Linked DNA regions of Rattus norvegicus: region 1 is linked to region 2. Evidence: chromatin contacts called from public Hi-C data. All regions are on one chromosome and are shown on one strand. The core of a region is the stretch at or near the end of the contact, and the rest is flanking DNA. Distances in the headings are between cores, read along the strand shown. Region 1 overlaps Copz2 (COPI coat complex subunit zeta 2). Region 2 holds the start of Hoxb7 (homeo box B7).

Evidence for each region. Hi-C and Micro-C count contacts between places; a contact is called where the count stands out from the background.
Region 1: a Hi-C map of Schwann cells shows a contact between it and region 2, with 8 times the contacts expected there. The contact joins the enhancer-like site here to the promoter of Hoxb7 in region 2. A contact is called at or near these places in 9 of 12 Hi-C or Micro-C datasets (the A7r5 cell line, Schwann cells, frontal cortex and 5 more).

The regions. Positions count from the first base shown.
Region 1 is chr10:82,340,626-82,345,457 of GRCr8, forward strand. Copz2 (COPI coat complex subunit zeta 2) reads left to right here. Exons shown (of 9, transcript NM_001108294.1): 9 at 1,007-1,334. The coding sequence ends at 1,054. Among named protein-coding and RNA genes, the nearest start is that of Mir152, 14 kb to the left of the region's middle. Within about 2 kb of position 1,701, at least 44 of the 93 cell types and tissues checked have an H3K27ac peak or open chromatin away from gene starts, as enhancers often do. A contact at or near this core is called in the A7r5 cell line and Schwann cells, where this site is marked.
Region 2 is chr10:81,746,012-81,750,730 of GRCr8, forward strand. Hoxb7 (homeo box B7) reads left to right here and starts at 3,148. Exons shown (of 2, transcript NM_001017480.1): 1 at 3,148-3,566. The coding sequence starts at 3,167. It overlaps Hoxb8 (homeo box B8), which reads left to right. Exons shown (of 2, transcript NM_001191649.1): 2 at 622-1,170. The coding sequence ends at 929.

The DNA.
Region 1 (4,832 bases), core at 451-2,950, 590 kb after region 2:
AAGAGCCCCAACTGCTCTTCCAGAGGTCATGAGTTCAATTCCCAGCAACCACTTGGTGGCTCACAATCATCTGTAAAGAGATCTGATGCCCTCTTCTGGTGTGTCTGAAAACAGCTACAGTGTACTTATATATAATAAATGAATAAATCTTTAAAAAAAAAAAAGAGCCTAAAAGTTAAGTTATACATACTCAGGAAACAATTCCTATTTTTCTAAATAAGCAGAGAATAAAGACAACTAGGGTCTTGTTTGTAGACCAGGCTGGCCTCGGAGTCATTATCCTCCTGCCTCATACTCCCAGGAGATTTATAGGCAACAAGTCTGAGTGTTAGTGGAGATCTTAAATAAGCACGAAGGTTATAGTAGGAACACAAAATGGAATGCGGAGAAAGGACTTCCCTAGGAGAGATTCAGGAACTTCGCTGTTCCCAGCAAGAAGGGAGATACACAGTGTGGGGTGTACAATTTGGGGGAGGCTTAATGCACAGAGAGGCAGTCTGAGTGTCCCGTGGTCCCTGATGTGTTCGCATCTTGTGTGCACAGTGGCACAGGTATGGGCACACGCTGGGCTGAGAAGGTTTTTCTTGGCAGTAGGGGCAGATACACCTGACAGCTTTGCCACATCAGCAAATGGGATGGGGTGCTGAAAACACACCCGATCAAAGCCACGGGTTTGTTAAGGTGTCAAGTATCTGAGCACAGGCGTGGTTGAGCCTGCCTGGATCGAGTCTCTGCTTGCTTGATGGCGCGGTGAGGAGGCACTACTGTGGCCTGATATGGCTTGGGGGACGCAGGGGCCACCGCCTCACCCATAGTTGGGAGGTAGCCAGCTAGGGTTTGGAAGAAGCCCTCTAGACCGGCCCTATCCTCCAAAGCCTCGGCTCATTTAAACTGAGAAGAGGCAAGCTGCTGCCACCTAGTGGCCGGGGCTCGGGAGGCGCCCTGGTCGACCTCCAATAAAGCATCACTGATATTTTTCAAATATTTCTCACATCTCTCACCTCAGGTTCTTCAGTCAGCCAAGGAACAAATTAAGTGGTCGTTATTGAAATGAAGACCTTGGAGTCAAGGCTCCTTTCCCAGAGAACCTTTGCCGGTCCCTGCGTAAGCCCCAAAATGTCAAGAGGCAAGAGAGACCACCCTGCCTTCTCCGGCCTCTCTCCCTGAGGCCTCGTGCCAGGGATTCTGAGACCCAAAAGCTTGGCCCCAGTTCTGTCATCCTTGCTCAGCGTCCCGGCCTGCCCCTGGGGTCATGGGAACCAGCAAAATTGCCTCCCCTTGGACCTCTGACATCTCAGTCCTAGGACTTAATAAACTTCCAATTTTTCCCCAAAGACTGCCTTTCTTGACTTTGGAGTGAGTGTGTAAGCGTGTGTGTGTGTGTGTGTGTGTATGTGTGTGTGTGTGTGTGTGTGTGTGTGTGTGTGTGTGTGTGTGTTACCTGTGAATGGCGTTGGAATAGGTCAAGGGAAAGGGATGTATTTAACACAAGGAGGGGTGCAACACTGATAGCCTGGTGTTTCCATGCTTGGTTGAACGGTTAAAGACGATGGTGAGGCATGGTAACAATGACAGGAATAATAATATTCTTCCAGGAAAAAGGGAAGCGAAGATGGCTTCCCCGTTTTGTGTGTACAGTACCCACAGGGAGGCTCCACTAGGATTCCTTGAGTCATTTTTTCCATTTCTAGCCTCCAGAAAGGAAGGGAGTCAGGCTAACTTTGACAAACCGAGGAACTGTTTAGCTATTTTCCTTGGCGTGCCTGGGACCGCGGAATTCTTATTTTGGCTCAGGTCCTGGGCAGTAGAGCCCTATAATTTGCTGGCTATCTGGGGGCGAGGAGGCACCGAATGGTGCCCACTGTGAGTGTGGGCAGAGCATCCGCGTATCTACGAAGCTGCGAAGGATGGGGGTCGGGGGAGGGATGGACAGGGGTAGCCAGAGAGGCGACCATCGGAGGAGATTCATGGCGACAAACCTCAAGGATGGAGATGAATAAACTTTCTGAGCATCCCGATCCCCGCTTCCTATCCTAGTCCCAGTCTCTGAACTTTCCCCCGGTTTTTCTGTGACCCGTACGCTTTCGGCGTCTCCACGCCGCGGATTCTTTTACAGCAGCGTGGGGTGTCATCCTCTTGGATACCTTGAAGTTTTCAGCAGCTGGCTCCCACGCCCCGCCCCGCCCCGCCCCGCCCCGCCCCGCCCCCCGCCCCCCACAGGAACGTCGGGAAGCAGGAAGCTCCGCCCCCGCACCGCATCCGTGGTCCTACAGCGCCACCTGGAGGATGCTACGGGCACGCCTCCGGGTCCTAGGCCTTAATTAACTCCGCCCCTGAGATGGAACGGACCCTCTTCCGGGTGTTTCTCCCTGATCTCTGACACCAGCGCCTGTACGTTGCCTTAGCAACCATCACGCGTGACTTCCCGTGACTTCTCTCTCAACTCAGAGCTTTTTGGTAGCCGCTGTAATAAAATAGTGGTGAGCCTTGGATCTTAATAAAAGCCTATCTCCGTCGTTGCCATTTCCAGGCCGTGAGCGTGGGAGACCAGCCTAGGTTGCGTGAGACACTACCTAAAAACAAAACAAAACAGACCAGATATTTATACCGAATTTGACTACGTCTGTAATTAGAGAACTTGGCGAAGATACGGGGATGCAAATCTACTCATTGTAAACGCTTACTATAGTGTCTTTCCAGAGTCGCTGTGCACACAGCCCCCAGTTGCAAAAAGAAAACCCTGGGAGAGAGGAAAGAGGGCACAATAAAATTGTGGAATTAGGGGGCCTGTGTGGTGATGGGAAGTTCTTTGGAAATACTGCTCAAATATTCGGCCACCCTTAGAGCTTGGCTCCATCCATGTTCCCTAGGATGGCGCCAAGGCCTGGAGGAGTAAACTGCTTCCTGGCAACCCCTCCTGACTTGGCTTGGTCCTGCAATTTCAGTTGTGCGAGGATAGGAATGGGAAGCACCAGGCAGAAGCTAGGAGCTTCACGAAGAGCTGACTCACTCAACTCTTCGAACTATAGGTTGCTGTCTGCTTTTTATTAAGGAGTACACTGAGGCCCTAAAAGTCTCAAGTTATGTGTGGCAGCTTCTGCTCTGTAGACAGTAACCTCCTCATTATCCTACAATATCTGAATTTCTTACTCACACTTGGTCCCAGAGGGTGTGGAACATACAAGCCTATAATCTGGTCTCTCGAGAGGTAGAAGCTGGAGAATCAGAAATGTAAGGTCATTTTCTACACTTGATCTTAGCCAAAAGGCCGAGAAGCGATGTAAGGTCATTTTCTAACTATACTGTGTTTGAGATCAGGCTGGGCTACAGATGAGTAAGAATGACAAGAAAGTGTCCCTTAGCTTGCTATGGCTAAAGGCTACCCTGATCCCATAGGAAGGGGGTTAGCAAAGCAGCGGTTGGAGGAAGGGGAGATGACGGATAGCGCAGAGAGGACCCCAAGTCTGCAGCTCCAGTCTTCTGGCTACCGTGTCTCCCGCCCACCTCTCGCTTGCTGCATACAGCTGGAGCCGCCTAGACAGCAGGCCTGGCTGACCTGGCAGGCCCGGCACCTTGGCCGCTGCACCAGCTTCCCCAGATGATAGCCTCATCAGCCCGACTACTGGACAAAGCCTGAGGGATTTCGGGAAGGGCGTCCGCGGTTCCGAGCCAGGGCTTGCCTTACTCCTAGCATCCTTCCTTGTCTTGCCCCTCGGTGCCGTAAGGGAAGACCCAGCAGCTTCTGAGCATGTTCGGGAAAGGAGCTTTAGGGCCACCCTTTTTCCTGCAACTGAATTAGCACTGGGTCAGAAATTGTGACCTCAGGAACGTAGGCTCACCTAGCCAGAGGACACAGGAGGAAGTACAAACTCAAACACACACACACACACACACACACACACACACACACACACACACACACACACACACACACACACACACACACACAGTGGTCCTCCTGCCTTCCTCTAATTGGCTGGCAGAAAGGTGGGGCATGTGGGATTGGTTCTCACCCGGACACTGATGGATGGCTCCCGGTGACTGCACCATTGCAGGTTGTCCGGAGGAGTGGGCGGGGACTCCGGTGCTCTTCTCAAGGCCTCACTGATTGGTGGAGCCAGCCAGGCCTGGAGAGAGGGATAGCAAAGCAACCCGCCCAAAGGTCCGAGTTTGCTTTCAACCTCTTTGAAACTCACTGAGAAGCAAGATGTGGGGCTGGGGATTTAGCTCAGTGGTAGAGCGCTTACCTAGGAAGCGCAAGGCCCTGGGTTCGGTCCCCAGCTCCGGAAAAAAAAAAAAAAAAAAAAAAAAGAGAAGCAAGATGTGCTTTCTGGAGGCTACAGGAAGAGAGCCACGAACTCGATGCTATTCTGGACTACATGGCAAGACAGTATCTGTCTCGAAATAAATAAACCAGAAACTCTTACTATATCGTGGAGAGGAATTAGTTCTGAGATCTTAGTGTGGTAGTGCTCCTGTAATGGGGATCCTGGCGACGGAAATAGTTTGCTGGGCACAACTCAGCTTCTCTTTCCTCCCAACCTTGGGTCAGTGTAATCACATATTTAGGTGTCTGTGATGAACCAGGCACTGGGAGAAGCTAGGGACAGCAGTGGGGCTGGAATGGAGAGGCCAAAGAAGGGATTAGATCTGAGGGCTATGTCGAGGTATAGGTAGCCTTTGAAATTCAAACCCCCGGGGTTGGGAATTTAGCTCAGTGGTAGAGCACTTGCCTAACCAGCGCAAGGCCCTGGGTTCGGTTCCCAGCTCAGAAAAAAAGAAAAAAAAAATTCAGAACCCCAAGCTGGAGAGATGGCTCAACGGTTAAGAGC
Region 2 (4,719 bases), core at 1,898-4,397:
CCCACTTTCTTTTCTTCTTTTTTTCCCCTTTTCTTTTTGCTTCCTTTGAAGGGGGGGTCTCTAAGCGAACTTCCTGAATCCATAAACTCCTCACCCTCCTTTACTTTTCTTCTTCAACCCCTTTCCCCTTTTACTGTTTTATGGGGGCTGTGGAGGAAGAGTGGTGGGAGTGGGGGCGCTCAACGTTTGCACTTCTCAATTGCTTTATAGTTTAATTACCCTGAAGAAACTTTTCTTCTGGGGCAGAGGCTCTGGGGGCTTTTCAAGGTGGGTTCGTGGTCCCCACTCTGGCTTTTTATTTTTACTTCCCCCCCCCACCACCACATTCATCCCCTTAAACTTTATGCACTTTTACTATATCTGAACCCCCTATTCTGGGTCTAGTTACCAGAGGAAGGGGCTCCTCCTTTATGAGCCCTGCAGATTCAGGGCTGTCTAGTTCCCCCCTCTCGCCTCCCCTCCCCCGCTGACCGCGTCCTCCGCGCTCCCCCTCCCGCCCCCGCATAAGGGTCCCCTGCCCTTATTATCCTGGTCTCTAGGCTGGTTCACGAATCTTCCAACTCTCTGTCTCTGCCCCCTCCCCCATCCTCCCCTCTGTCTCGTCCTTTCCCCCATTCCCAGCAGCCGCCGGACGCAGGCGAGGCCGCCAGACCTACAGCCGCTACCAGACCCTGGAGCTGGAGAAGGAGTTCCTATTTAATCCCTATCTGACTCGCAAGCGGAGGATCGAGGTATCGCACGCGCTGGGACTGACAGAAAGACAGGTCAAAATCTGGTTCCAGAATCGGAGAATGAAGTGGAAAAAGGAGAACAACAAAGACAAGTTCCCCAGCAGTAAATGCGAGCAGGAGGAGCTGGAGAAAGAGAAGCTGGAGCGGGCGCCAGAGACCGCCGAGCAGGGCGATGCGCAGAAGGGTGACAAAAAGTAGGCTCCAGCTGGGACTGCTCGGGCCCGGACTAGCCCGCACGTCCGCCGGTCCCTCCCGCGACCACGCCGCCGCCGCCCGCCCCCCGCCTCCGAGAGCTCCGGCCCCGCGAGCGGAGCCAGGAGCTGGGCCTCCCACCGCAGCGTCCCCCGCCGCGCCAGTCCCCGCTAGTGGTAGTATCTCGTAATAGCTTCTGTGTGTGAGCTACCGTGGATCTCCTTCCCTTCTCTTGGGGGTCCGAGGGGGAAAAAAAAGAAAAAAGAAAAGGATTTTAAGCAAGGACTCCCTCGTCCTGCGAGGGTGATCGACTGCGGCCTGGCAGAATCCCCTCGCCCCCGCCCCTTGTAAAAAAAAGCCTCCTTGTGCAATGGTCTTTTTCCTTTGAACGTGCTTCTTTGTAATGACCGAGGTACCGATTTCTGCTAAGTTTTCCCAACAACATGAAACTGCCTATTCACGCCGTAATTCTTTCTGTCTCCCTCTCACTTTCTCTCTTTCTCTCTCTCTTTCTCTCACCGTCTCCACATCTTTCCTCGCAACCCCCTCTCCCCGCTGCCCTCCCTAGCTGGCTTTCTCTCTTGCTTCTCTCTTTTCCTCCTGTCCCCCCCCCCGCCCCACTCCCTTTGGTTTGACAATTTTGTCTTAAGTGTTTCTCAAAAGAGATTACTTTAGTTAGCATGCGCGCTGTAAGCAATTGTTAAAAGTGTTCTTAGGTTTACTGTGAAGAGAATGTATCCTGTATCTGTGAATTGCTTTATGGGGGGGGGAGGGAGGGCTAATTATATATTTTGTTGTTCCTCTATACTTTGTTCTGTTGTCTGCGCCTGAAAAGGGCGGAAGAGTTACAATAAAGTTTACAAGCGAGAACCCGAGACTGGTCCGGGCGGCCGCTCCCCATTCGCTCTTAGGCGCAGGGCTGCGGGTGGGGGGAGCTGGTCAGCAGGCTCCAGGGCTGGCCTAGGCTAGGTCCCTGGGAAGAGGGGGCGGGGGCTGGAAGCAGGTGGTGCGAGTCCCTGGGCCCAGGGGCGCAGGGGGTGAGGGAGGCGGCTGAACGTGATTGGAGGAGAGAGGATCGAGGGAGGGGAGCCAAGAGAAACCCCCTCCCCTTGCGTTCCGAGGCTGAGGGGCCGGGGAGACTCCAGCGCCCAGGCCTCTCTGGAGAAGTGATGTGCCCAGGCTGGTGGCTAGTGTCCCCTGCCGCTTTGCTCTTTGTTTCCTTCTGTGTGTTGGGGGAGGGGGCTTACGGGGGGGTGGTGAGAAAGATGCAGTGGGAGGCTTCTGAGTTTATATTTCCATTTTTTTTTCTTGAACTCAGGTTGGGGAAGCAGGAGCAGAGGGAAGAGATTCCTCCCTACCTCCCCTTTCTGGGACGTCGCCACTTTCTCCCAGTTTCTAGGCCGCGGCTTGCTGCAGCCTTCCTTCCTTCGTTGCCTCTGCCTTCCTGGCAGCCACGCTCCACCGAGTGAGGCATCCGCCTTCCGGAACCGGGAAAGCAGCGAGCCAGACCTAAACCTCCCTTCTCCCTTCCTTTCTCTCCCCACTCCCATTCCGTTCTTCTTTTTTTGTATATCTTTTTATTGTCACAAGAAGTCTCAGCGTCCAACGCCTATTGGGTTGGATTCCTGCCTTAGGGACGCCTTGATCACATCTAGTCACTACAAACTGGGGCACTGAGAGACAACTGGGAAGCCAGGCTCGCCTCATCCCTCCTCTTGGGAGAACAGCAGCAGCTCGGGTGAATTAACCCGAATTAATAAATATTCGGCCAGCACGCACCCACCCAGTTACGAACATTCAATCCCTGCGTCTGTCTCTCGCTCTGTAACCGGCTGGGGGAAATGGGTGGGGGATGACAACACGGATCGCTCAGCGGTTATTTATTTTCTCTTCCACTCAATTCCTTCCTCCCCAAATCTCGCCTGCAAGCTGCCTCCAGCCCGCGGGGGTCGACAGCAGCCCTTAAGCCCCCAGCCCCAATCCGCAGAGCTCGGCCTTCCCATTCATTATTGATCATATTTTATAAATCCAATGCCACACAATTTTTTCCACATTACTGGGAGCCTCCGGGAGGCCGTTATATCATTGGCCGAGGGGATATCACGTGGGCCGGGGTCACGTGGTCCGAAGAGGAAAAAGGGGGTCCTTTTGGTGTAAATCTGGACTCTAATTCTGTAATATATCAAGGAATCTCGTAAAACCGACACTAAAACGTCCCTGACTACAAATCATCCGGCCAAATTATGAGTTCATTGTATTATGCGAATGCTTTATTTTCTAAATATCCAGCCGCAAGTTCGGTTTTCGCTCCAGGAGCCTTCCCCGAACAAACTTCTTGCGCCTTTGCCTCCAACCCCCAGCGCCCGGGCTATGGAGCAGGTCCGGGCGCCCCCTTCTCCGCCTCGGTGCAGGGTCTGTACTCCGGCGGTGGGGGCATGGCGGGCCAGAGCGCGGCCGGCGTCTATGAGGCCGGCTACGGGCTCGAACCGAGTTCCTTCAACATGCACTGCGCGCCCTTTGAGCAGAACCTCTCCGGGGTGTGTCCGGGCGACCCCGCCAAGGCGGCTGGCGCCAAGGAGCAGAGGGACTCGGACTTGGCGGCCGAGAGTAACTTCCGGATCTACCCCTGGATGCGAAGCTCAGGTAACACCGCGCTCTGAGCGGTCCCGAGCCGCAACGTCCGGGCCACAGTCCCCAGAAGGGCTCCCTTCCGGCCAGGGCACCCTTCTCTGTGTCCAGGTTACTCCCGACTGCAGATCGGCCATAGCCACGCCGTTTAAGTCTGGGCTGGGACCACGCGCGCCGCCCCCACTCCCAGTTTTGCTTGGTGCTCTCAAGGCCCTGGAGGATCTCTTTTTGCCGACGCCAAAGAGCTCAAAGCCCCCAGCCCGCCCCCAACCCTTCCTCCGGGCCTTTTAGCTTTAAATATTTATCAGCAGCGCCGGCACGGGTTGGAGACGAGGCCGTTTGTCTTGCCCAGGAAGGCTGGGGTTTGCAGAGAATAGCCATTAGGGTCTCTCTCCTCTCTACCCCCTTCCCTGCTTGAGAGCTTAGTTCTGGGTGTGTTCCCCCAGCCCTAGCTTGGGTAAGATATGGAGGAGGGGGCCATGGCGCTAAGCAATTCTCCCCTCCCCCTGCCTTTCTAGCCAACCCCGCTCCCCCATTATTCCCATCAGGACAATTAGAGGTGGGCTCTAGAGGCCTGGCGGGAGGAGGGGGATACAGAAGAAATGAGGACCCAGCCAGGGACGCAGAGCCAGAGAGTGGTGGAGTTAGTCTGAGACCCAGAGCGATGAGTCTACTGACCCCTCCTGCCCCTGGTGGACTTAGGAGGGTGGGCTAGAAGGCTGGCAAGAGCCCCATGAGACCATAGCTTTTTCAGGTGTCTTTCCTGGGGCTCCGTGGGCCCCTGAAGAACAGCCAAGTTTGGTGGTATCACTCCTGAAAGAGGACTTCGGGGAGGGCTAGGACTCCGTGGAACCAAATCAAGATTTAGCCACCCAGCAGCTGCTTTAGGAACCATAAGACACCAAGACTTCCTTCCCCCAGGTCTCCTTCAAAGCTTCCTCACAGTTCCTTTACATTTCCCCAAGATAGATGGTCTTGGGAGCCAACTCTAAGACTCAGAAGGCCCAAGCCAGTCAGAGAGAGTCCCAGACTCCTGGGGTTGGGGGCCATGAGGAAACCAGCTCTTGACTATTGTTCTTCACGGTTTCTATTACCTACTCTGTAATTGAACTGACCTTCTGGTTGGTCTATCAAAGCCCCCCTCCCTTTTTTTCCCCTCGTAAATATT